2 separate regions of the Anas platyrhynchos genome follow, and region 1 is linked to region 2. A link is a contact called in public Hi-C data. All regions are on one chromosome and are shown on one strand. The core of a region is the stretch at or near the end of the contact, and the rest is flanking DNA. Distances in the headings are between cores, read along the strand shown.

Region 1 (3,803 bases), core at 464-2,963, 86 kb before region 2:
TGTTTCTGTAGCTGGCCTCTGGGCCATCTTTGGTGGGTGTTGAGAAGAAATCAGCCCAACTCGGCGGAGCAGCTTCCATGCAGCTGGTGGGAGCAAGCTCCGTGTCCCCGGGGTGCTGCAGGGGCTGTGCCTGGAGGGGTAAAAATTGCCCTGCTCCCGGGCTGCCCCTGGCTGCCTGCCCCCATCCCTGCCTTTGCCTCTGGCTCCACAGCATTCGCTCCTCTCGAGAAGCACTTTGAGATCTTCGGAGAGTACAATGCCTTGCTGCGAGACTCAAAGCAATTTTAAATATTAATTAAGTTTCTCAGCTCCCTCCTAAAATGGCCGGTTACAGTTCGTATGAAGCGGATAAAAGCGAAGCTGTTTCCCAGAGCAGCGTGGCGGGTCGGTGCTGGAGGCAGGAACGGAGCCAGCCTTAGCTCCTCCACCTCGAGCCCTCGCGATGCACAGGAGCAGGGCCTTAATTCTGCTGAGATCTCCGACCTCCTGCCGCCATCCAGGCGAGGCGAGCGCCGATGCGAGCACCTGAGAGGCCTCCGGGCTGCCTCCTCCTCCAGGGCCGGGCTGCTGTGGGAAGCCCTCGGCTGTCGAGGAGCCCCCTCGGTGGGATCCTGAGCCCGCTAGCGGCAGGACCAAGGAAGGAGCCGGGCGCTGGGAGCATGCGGCGGGGAGCGGGGGCGCCCAGCTGGCTCTGCTCGGAGCTCCGGTCTGATGTTCGAGGGCTCTCTGGGGCGGAATATATTTACCTTCTTTGTAGCTGGCTGTAACTCACAGCCCTGCAAAGCACTCTGCCAATACAGCATTTGCTGATGTATAGCTACAGCCATTTTCGCTGTTTCCCTTACTCTGTCTCCGTATAGAATAATATGCGATTAATTGATTTTCTGTCGCTCTTTTAGTACGGAAAATTAATTTTGGAGCAACCTTGTTTTCTCAGGGTATGAATTCTCTACATGCAGAGTAATTCCGCTCCTACATTATTCATGAGAGAAAATAGTGATGGAGTGTGTAACTGAGGCAGCCCCAAGGCCACAAACTGATAGTCTGCGTTACTGATACAACAATATTCCACTGATGCTTCTAAATAATTCACGGCTACAACTCAATTTGGCACCAGGCACGCGGCTCGGGATGTGACTGGTGCGGAGGGGAGGAGAGGCACCTTGGCAGGATGCTGGGCTCCCCAGCGAGAGCAAGGACGGGGGCTGCCGGAGAGCCAGAGCATCGCCTGCGCCTGGCGGGGCCCTGGGTGACTCGCTGGAGCTCCTGCAGGTTTTCAGGCACCCGGATAAAAAGGACTGGTGGGAGTCCCTGGAAAGCAGGGTGCAGGCAGAGCCCTGCTGCCGGAGGTGGGCTCGGGATGCTCCCTCGATGCCAGTTTTCCCCCATGTCAGGCACACGGAGAGGGAGCGCAGGCAGGAGCAGCGCTTCCCTGGAAAGCAGCGGGTGGGCACGGAGCTCTGCCACCACCCCAGGGTCAGATGGAGAGGCTTGAATTCTCTGTGTGCGGCCTGGCCGGGGCTTCAGGGCACGGTTCTGGGCTGCGGAGAGGGTTAACGGCCCGCGGAGCGCTCCTCCTGCGAGTGGAAAATGGCAGGGGCCTTCCCCTCCCTCCTCCCTGCCTCTGGCAGCCGCTGCGCTGAGCAGGTCCAGCTGACGATGGAGTGAGGGAGAGCCTTGTCCTGGCACCGGCCTCCCTTTAGATTAATGACTTGCGATGAGATGCCTAAGTCACATATTGGGATTTTTCAACATTGAACTGTACCTGGCACCCTGCAGCCATTTATCACAGGGCTGCAGATGGAAGGCAGCAGCAGCAGGACTCGCGCAGGGCCAAGAAACACAGCTTCCCAGCCAGCCTGCTGGTGGGGTGGGGGGGCTCTGGTGCGTGTGCCTGTGTGGGTTTTTTTTTTTTTTTTAATCTAAAATGATAAATCTGATTTCTTCAGGATATTGGAACAGCTGCAGCTGACCTGGCTATTTATCTGACAGATCTTCGGGGTGTACGATAACAGCTCTTAGAGGATGGATGTGGTGTTATAAGCTGTCCAGGCACAGAACATGATTAATGGGATTCACGGAGATAAACAGATGCGGGGGGGAGAGCTCACGATCTAAGAAAATCCCCTCCCTGGACTGGGAAACCATTGGTGAGCTGGAACGGGACCAGGAGCTGAAGCTCTCCCGGAGATTTGGCACCCCAGGGGTGCCAAGCCCCCTCCCTGGCTCCCCCTTTGAGGCCACAGTGCCCACCAATGCCTGCACCAAATTGCGCAGTTAGATGCAAATTCTGGAGTTAGATGATCTTTAAGGTCCCTTCCAACCCAAACCACGACACAATTCCGTGGTTCTTTGGAGCCACTGTGCTCGGACACTTCCCAGCTGCCATGCCGGGTCCCCAGCCCCGTGGTTTGCCCTCCTAGGATGGGCACATTGTGTTCCTGGGACACGCCTGTCCCTGGCACATTTTGGAGGCTGTGTAGCAACAACTTGGGGCAGTGAGTCCTGGTTCCTCCCGGGCACCAAGGGGAATCGCTGGGCTCTGGTGGGGCACAGTGCCTGAGAGGGAGGGAGAGACGGGAATCAAAACACCTTGGTGCAGAAATTCTCGCAGAGGGATGGATCAAATAAACACCGAGATTAATTAATCACTAATGGCATGGACAAAAGGTGACCCTTCGGCATTTACAGACTGAAGACTACGGGGTCAGGATTGAAGAGCATTCATCTTACATTAGCAGAACCCCAGCCTTGCCAGAAGGGAGGAAGAAATCCCTTCGGTTCATGCAGAGGAAGCTCGAGCTTATTGCTTCCTGCCAGGTCCACGGCTGCATTTTTATGAAACACCTGCGATGAAAAAAAGAACATAAACCTGAGAAAATTAAACAGCCGTCCCAGAGGAGGGCTGCAGCCCCGCTCCCCACGGCCAGCAGCCCGTGGGTCAGGGGCCGCCGGCCGCGCTCCCTGCAGCGGCGCCCGGTGAGGTTTTGTCATCGGTATTAATAACGGCGGATCAATTACAGCGAGCAACTGGGGAAACGGATTTCGAAATCCTTCCTCTTTACTGCTGAAGTTGGTGTGTGTGTGCATGTGTAATGCTAGCAATACAAGCCACCAGAGATGAGCTATAAAAGGTGCTTTCTTTTGCCTCCAAATTTTGCTCTGTGGTTGCTCTGTAGCATGCACCAGATGCAGCAGCAACAGCGCAAGGCCTATAACCTCCTTCCAAATGGTAATAAATCCCACAAGACCCTAACACGCTTGTAATTTACAACTCTGCTAAAATGAACATTATTTCAAGCTAAGCGTATTCTCCGAGGTGCAGGAGGAATGTGGCAGCTTTCCTGCTGACAGCGGAGTTTCTTTTTTTAAATGTCATGCATTCACTTTCATTACTTCCAAATAATTGCCCAAAAGATCAGCAGCCGGACGAACGAGAGCATTTTATATCACTGTTAGACGCTTCCATCACTGGAAAAAAGCAGCCGCGGGGACTTGCTCCTGGTCACGGTGGGAAACCACTGTCTGTTCAGCTCCTGGAGCCCACCGAGCCGAGCTGGGGGGCTTCAGGAGCATCTCGGAAAGCAAAGGGGCCCTTTTAGCACAGGGTTGAGGTGGAATGATGAAGGCTTCACGTCCTTCCTGCAGGGTCCTTCCCAGGAGGCTCCTGGGAGAAGGGGGACGAAGGGGAGCTCCCCTGCTCCTCCTCCCTCCTCGGTGTTTTTCATAGGAACTGTCCAGAAATGTCGGCCGGCGGAGGCAGCCCCACGCTTTTGCAGAGCAGGTCCAAGACAAACTCCAGA
Region 2 (4,050 bases), core at 1,209-3,708:
GTGGCCTGCGCCTTCCCCGGACGGCACCTTTTGGCACTGCCTAATGAGCAAAACACCATCAGTCATTTCTGAAAGCGCTCGTGGAGGCTTTCTGTCTTTTTTGGCTGTACTTCCATTCAAAATATTTTGCTCTTCATTTAACTCACCGTGTTATTCTTATGTGGCGAGGGGTCTGGCCTGCTTCACCTGAATACCCTTGGCACCCTCCAGGCACAGGGGGACTTGTGGCGGGGCAGAGCTGGGCACAAAGTGAGGACGTTTTGCTTTCTCTCCCTCGGGTTGGAAACAGGACCCACACAGATTTTGACATGCAGAATAAAATCAGAGGCAGCAAGCGCTCGTAACAGCGCAGCATGGAGCAGGGTCCACTGTCTGCACTGATCCTTCCACGATGTTTTATTCCAGCCGAATGCAGAAGTTTTCTCCCCGGTGCACGCGGCGGTGCCGGCGCTCCCTGCACGTCTTCACCTTCCAGCAGCTCGTTGGATGGAAAAGGAGCCCAGCCCGATGAGCAGCTTTGCTGCACCCCAGCTCCTGTTAAGGGTGGAAAAGTTGCTGGTGCTGGGGCCTTTTGCACCCAAGGTGCTGCCTCCCTGGTGCCACGGGAGCTTTGGGGAGGTGGTGAAGCAGCCCCGGTGCCCGCTGCCCCGCGAGCGGCTGCTGGATGGCCCGGCAGTTACACACTTGTCCCACCTTATTTTATTTTATTTTATTTTGTTAACGCCGTGTTGTTGTTGGCATGCAACTTGAATTACTTTGAGGAAAGATTTTTTATTTTTTTTTTTCGATTTCCTTCTGACTTGAATGGCTCCTTTGAAAGGCAGGCCTCTCCTTTTACATCCACGCTGTCCGGATTGAATCAATCTTGCGGTCAGCTTTGGTGGAGGGGAGGGGGGGGGAAGAGAGAAAAGCCTCACAAAGAGGCAAAATTGACAGGTCCGACAATCGGCGTGATTGATAGCGGTTGGAGACGCGGGCTGGACGCCGCGCTGTGCCACGGCGATGCCGGCGCGCTGGGGGAGATCCAGCCAAGGCTTTTTCCCAGAACCGGGCGTGCACAGGCTCTGGAAGGGGTGGCGGTATGAACTTAATAATAGCAACATTGTTGTAACATAAAGCATCTGTCAGGGTTTAATATGATTAATTACACGTCCCTGTCTCTCTCTCCCTCTCCGGGCAGGCGGCAGGGACCCGAAACCCAAGCCCGGCGATGGCAGAGGTGGGTCCGTGCCCCGGCCACGCGCACGCCGCCGCCACGCAGCGCCCCGTTGGCGACCTTCAGCCAAATTTGCCAGCCCTGGCCCCAACCCAGCCTCGCACACCCCCATGGTGCCCCCCAGCCCTTGCAGGTCTCTCCAAGCCCCCATTCCCCCAGCCAAAGCCTACAAGAGCCAGGGCCCGGCAGGATGAAGGCTTCCAGGCCCCGACCATGGAGCCCCCCGGGTGTGTGAACTTAATGCAAAGCCATCCAGGAAAGGTAACTAGAAATCGGAAGATAATTGTCGAGAAGTTTAATTAGTTATACAGGAGTCTGCGCTGTCACTGGGCAATTTTTAAGACTGAACCAAAGGGAGCGGAAAACCACTGGCAGAAATGAGTATTCCTGGTAACAACGCAAGGAAATCGCACGTTTTGTGGGCCTGGCTCAGCTCTGAGCTGCTCACGGTGCTGCAGGTGCACGGGGTGCACACCCTGATGGCTGCGGGACGCTGATGGGGTGAGAGCAGCGACCCCCTGCCCCCGGCAAACGCTGTGCGATGGCCAATGCTGTGATAATCACAGAATCACAAAACTGTGATCATTTAAAAATCACTTAAACTCCGGTGATTGCACCAGGTGCAAAATCAGTGCGTGCACAATTGGGGTCTGGGCGACACCGCTGCCCTGCCACCCACCCCACAGGGGCTGCGCTGCGTCCTGGAGGGGTCCCCCCATCAGGGGGACACCGGGCAGCGCTGCAGGGTGGCTGCAGGGTGCTGAGCTGAGCCGTGCCGTGCCAAACTGTGCCAGGCTGGTCTCAGCCGAGCCACATCGCAGCAGCCCAGCCATGCCACACCGTGTGCCAGCTGAGCCGTGCCGTGATAAGATATCACAGCTGAGCCGTGCCGGCAGGGCTGTGCCGTGCTATTCCAAGCCGTGCCAGCCGAGCTGTGCCAGGCTATGCCAAGCCATGCGATGCTGAGCCGTGCTGAGCCGTGCCATGCCCAGCTGAGCCATGCCCAGCTGAGCCGTGCCGGACCGGGGGGATGCCGGAGGATGCCGGGCGATGCTGAACCGAGCCGGGCGATGCCGAGCTGAGCAATGCCGAGCTTTGGCGAGCCGGGCGATGCCGAGCCGAGCCGGGCGGCTCTCCCCCACGCGGCGGCGCGGCGGCAGCACGGCGGCTCGCCCCCCCCACCGGCGGCTCTCCCCGCCCCGGGGGCCCGGCCGGGCTCGGATTGGTGCGCGGCGCCGGCCCCCTCGGAGCGCGGCCGCCATCGGGGCTATTTGACGTGTCGGTGGGGAAGGGGAAGGGTTTTTTGTCTCGCCGGGGCCGCCGCCGCCGCCGCTCCGCCGCCCGCCCGGCCCGGCCCGGCCCCGCGGAGCCCGGCGCGCCCGCCGCCGCCGCCCGCCCCAAATGAGCGGAGCCCCCGGCGGGCCCCGGCCGAGGACCCCGCCGAGCCGCGGAGCCGCGGGCGCCCCGTCGCCCCGGCCGCCCCCCGCCGACCCGCTGCGCCAGGCCAGCCGGCTGCCCATCCGCGTCCTGAAGATGCTCAGCGCCCACAGCGGCCACCTCCTGCACCCCGAGTACCTCCAGCCGCTCTCCTCCACGCCCGTCAGCCCCATCGAGGTCAGTGCCCAACGCCCCCGCGGCCCCGGCTCCCCCCCTGCCCGCTCACCCCGGACGGCCCCCGGACCCCCCGGTGCCGCCCGTGCCCGGCTCCCTCCCTCCCGGCCGGCCGCGGCCCCCCGCCCCGTGCCCCCCTTCCCTCCCTGCCCTTCTCTTCCCTCCCTCTCCTTCCCTTCCCCTCCTCTCCCTTCCCTTCCCCGCGCCCTGGCTCGGCGCCCGCCGGCCCCGCGGTGAGGGAGGGAAGGGGAGGGGGGGGTGCAGCGATGGTGAGGGGGGGGGGCCGGCCGGGGGGCGCCGTCGGGGGCCCCCCCTGACCGGCGCCGCGCTCCGCTCCGCCCGCAGCTGGACGCCAAGAAGAGCCCGCTGGCGCTGCTGGCCCAGACCTGCTCGCAGATCGGCAAACCCGACCCGCCGCCCTCCTCCAAGCTCAACGCCGTGGCCGCCGCCGGGCTGCCCGCCGCCGACAAGGAGCCCTCCGCCCGCCCCGCCGCCCTCAAGCCGCCGGGGGGGGACGCGCCCCCCGAGGACAAATCCAGCTTCAAGCCCTACTCCAAGGGCGGCGCGGAGCCGCGCAAGGAGGGCGGCGCGGACAAGGCCGGCTTTCGGGTGCCCAGCGCCGCCTGCCCGCCGTTCCCCCCGCACGCCGCCGCCGCCGCCGCCTCGCCCGGGGGCTCCCGCGGCGCCTCCCCGCAGCACGCCGAGCCCAAGGGCGCCGAGGAGAAGAAGGAGCCCGAGGCGGCCAAACCCAGCCCCGACGGGGCGGGCGGCGCGCTGGGGCGCGGAGCGGCCGAGCCCGGGGCGCACGGGGAGCCCCCCTCGGGCCGCAAGTCGGAGCCGCCCGCCCTGCCGCCCGCCGGCCATGTGGCCCCCGTGTCCCCCTACAAGCCCGGCCACTCCGTCTTCCCCCTGCCGCCCTCCAGCATCGGCTACCACGGCTCCATCGTGGGCGCCTACGCCGGTTACCCCTCCCAGTTCGTGCCCGGGCTGGACCCCACCAAGCCGGGGCTGGTGGGCGGCCAGCTGCCGGGCGCCCTGGGGCTGCCGGGGAAGCCGCCCAGCTCCAGCCCGCTCACCGGGGCCTCGCCGCCCTCCTTCATGCAGGGATTATGCCGGGACCCGTACTGCCTGAGCTACCACAGCGCCTCGCACCTGGGCTCCAGCAACTGCTCCAGCTGCGTGCACGACCCCGGCAGCCTGAAGAGCGGATACCCCTTGGTGTA

Evidence for each region. Hi-C and Micro-C count contacts between places; a contact is called where the count stands out from the background.
Region 1: a contact with region 2 is called in a Hi-C map of skeletal muscle, with 1.9 times the contacts expected there. The contact joins the enhancer-like site here to the promoter of ZNF703 in region 2. A contact is called at or near these places in 2 of 8 Hi-C or Micro-C datasets (skeletal muscle and subcutaneous adipose tissue).

Annotation. Positions count from the first base shown.
Region 1 is chr23:955,216-959,018 of IASCAAS_PekinDuck_T2T, reverse strand. The region is part of intron 30 of KCNU1 (potassium calcium-activated channel subfamily U member 1); the gene reads left to right. Among named protein-coding and RNA genes, the nearest start is that of ZNF703, 85 kb to the right of the region's middle. Within about 2 kb of position 1,713, at least 1 of the 8 cell types and tissues checked has an H3K27ac peak or open chromatin away from gene starts, as enhancers often do. A contact at or near this core is called in subcutaneous adipose tissue, where this site is marked.
Region 2 is chr23:870,149-874,198 of IASCAAS_PekinDuck_T2T, reverse strand. ZNF703 (zinc finger protein 703) reads left to right here and starts at 2,458. Exons shown (of 3, transcript XM_038166997.2): 1 at 2,458-2,830; 2 at 3,173-4,050. The coding sequence starts at 2,618.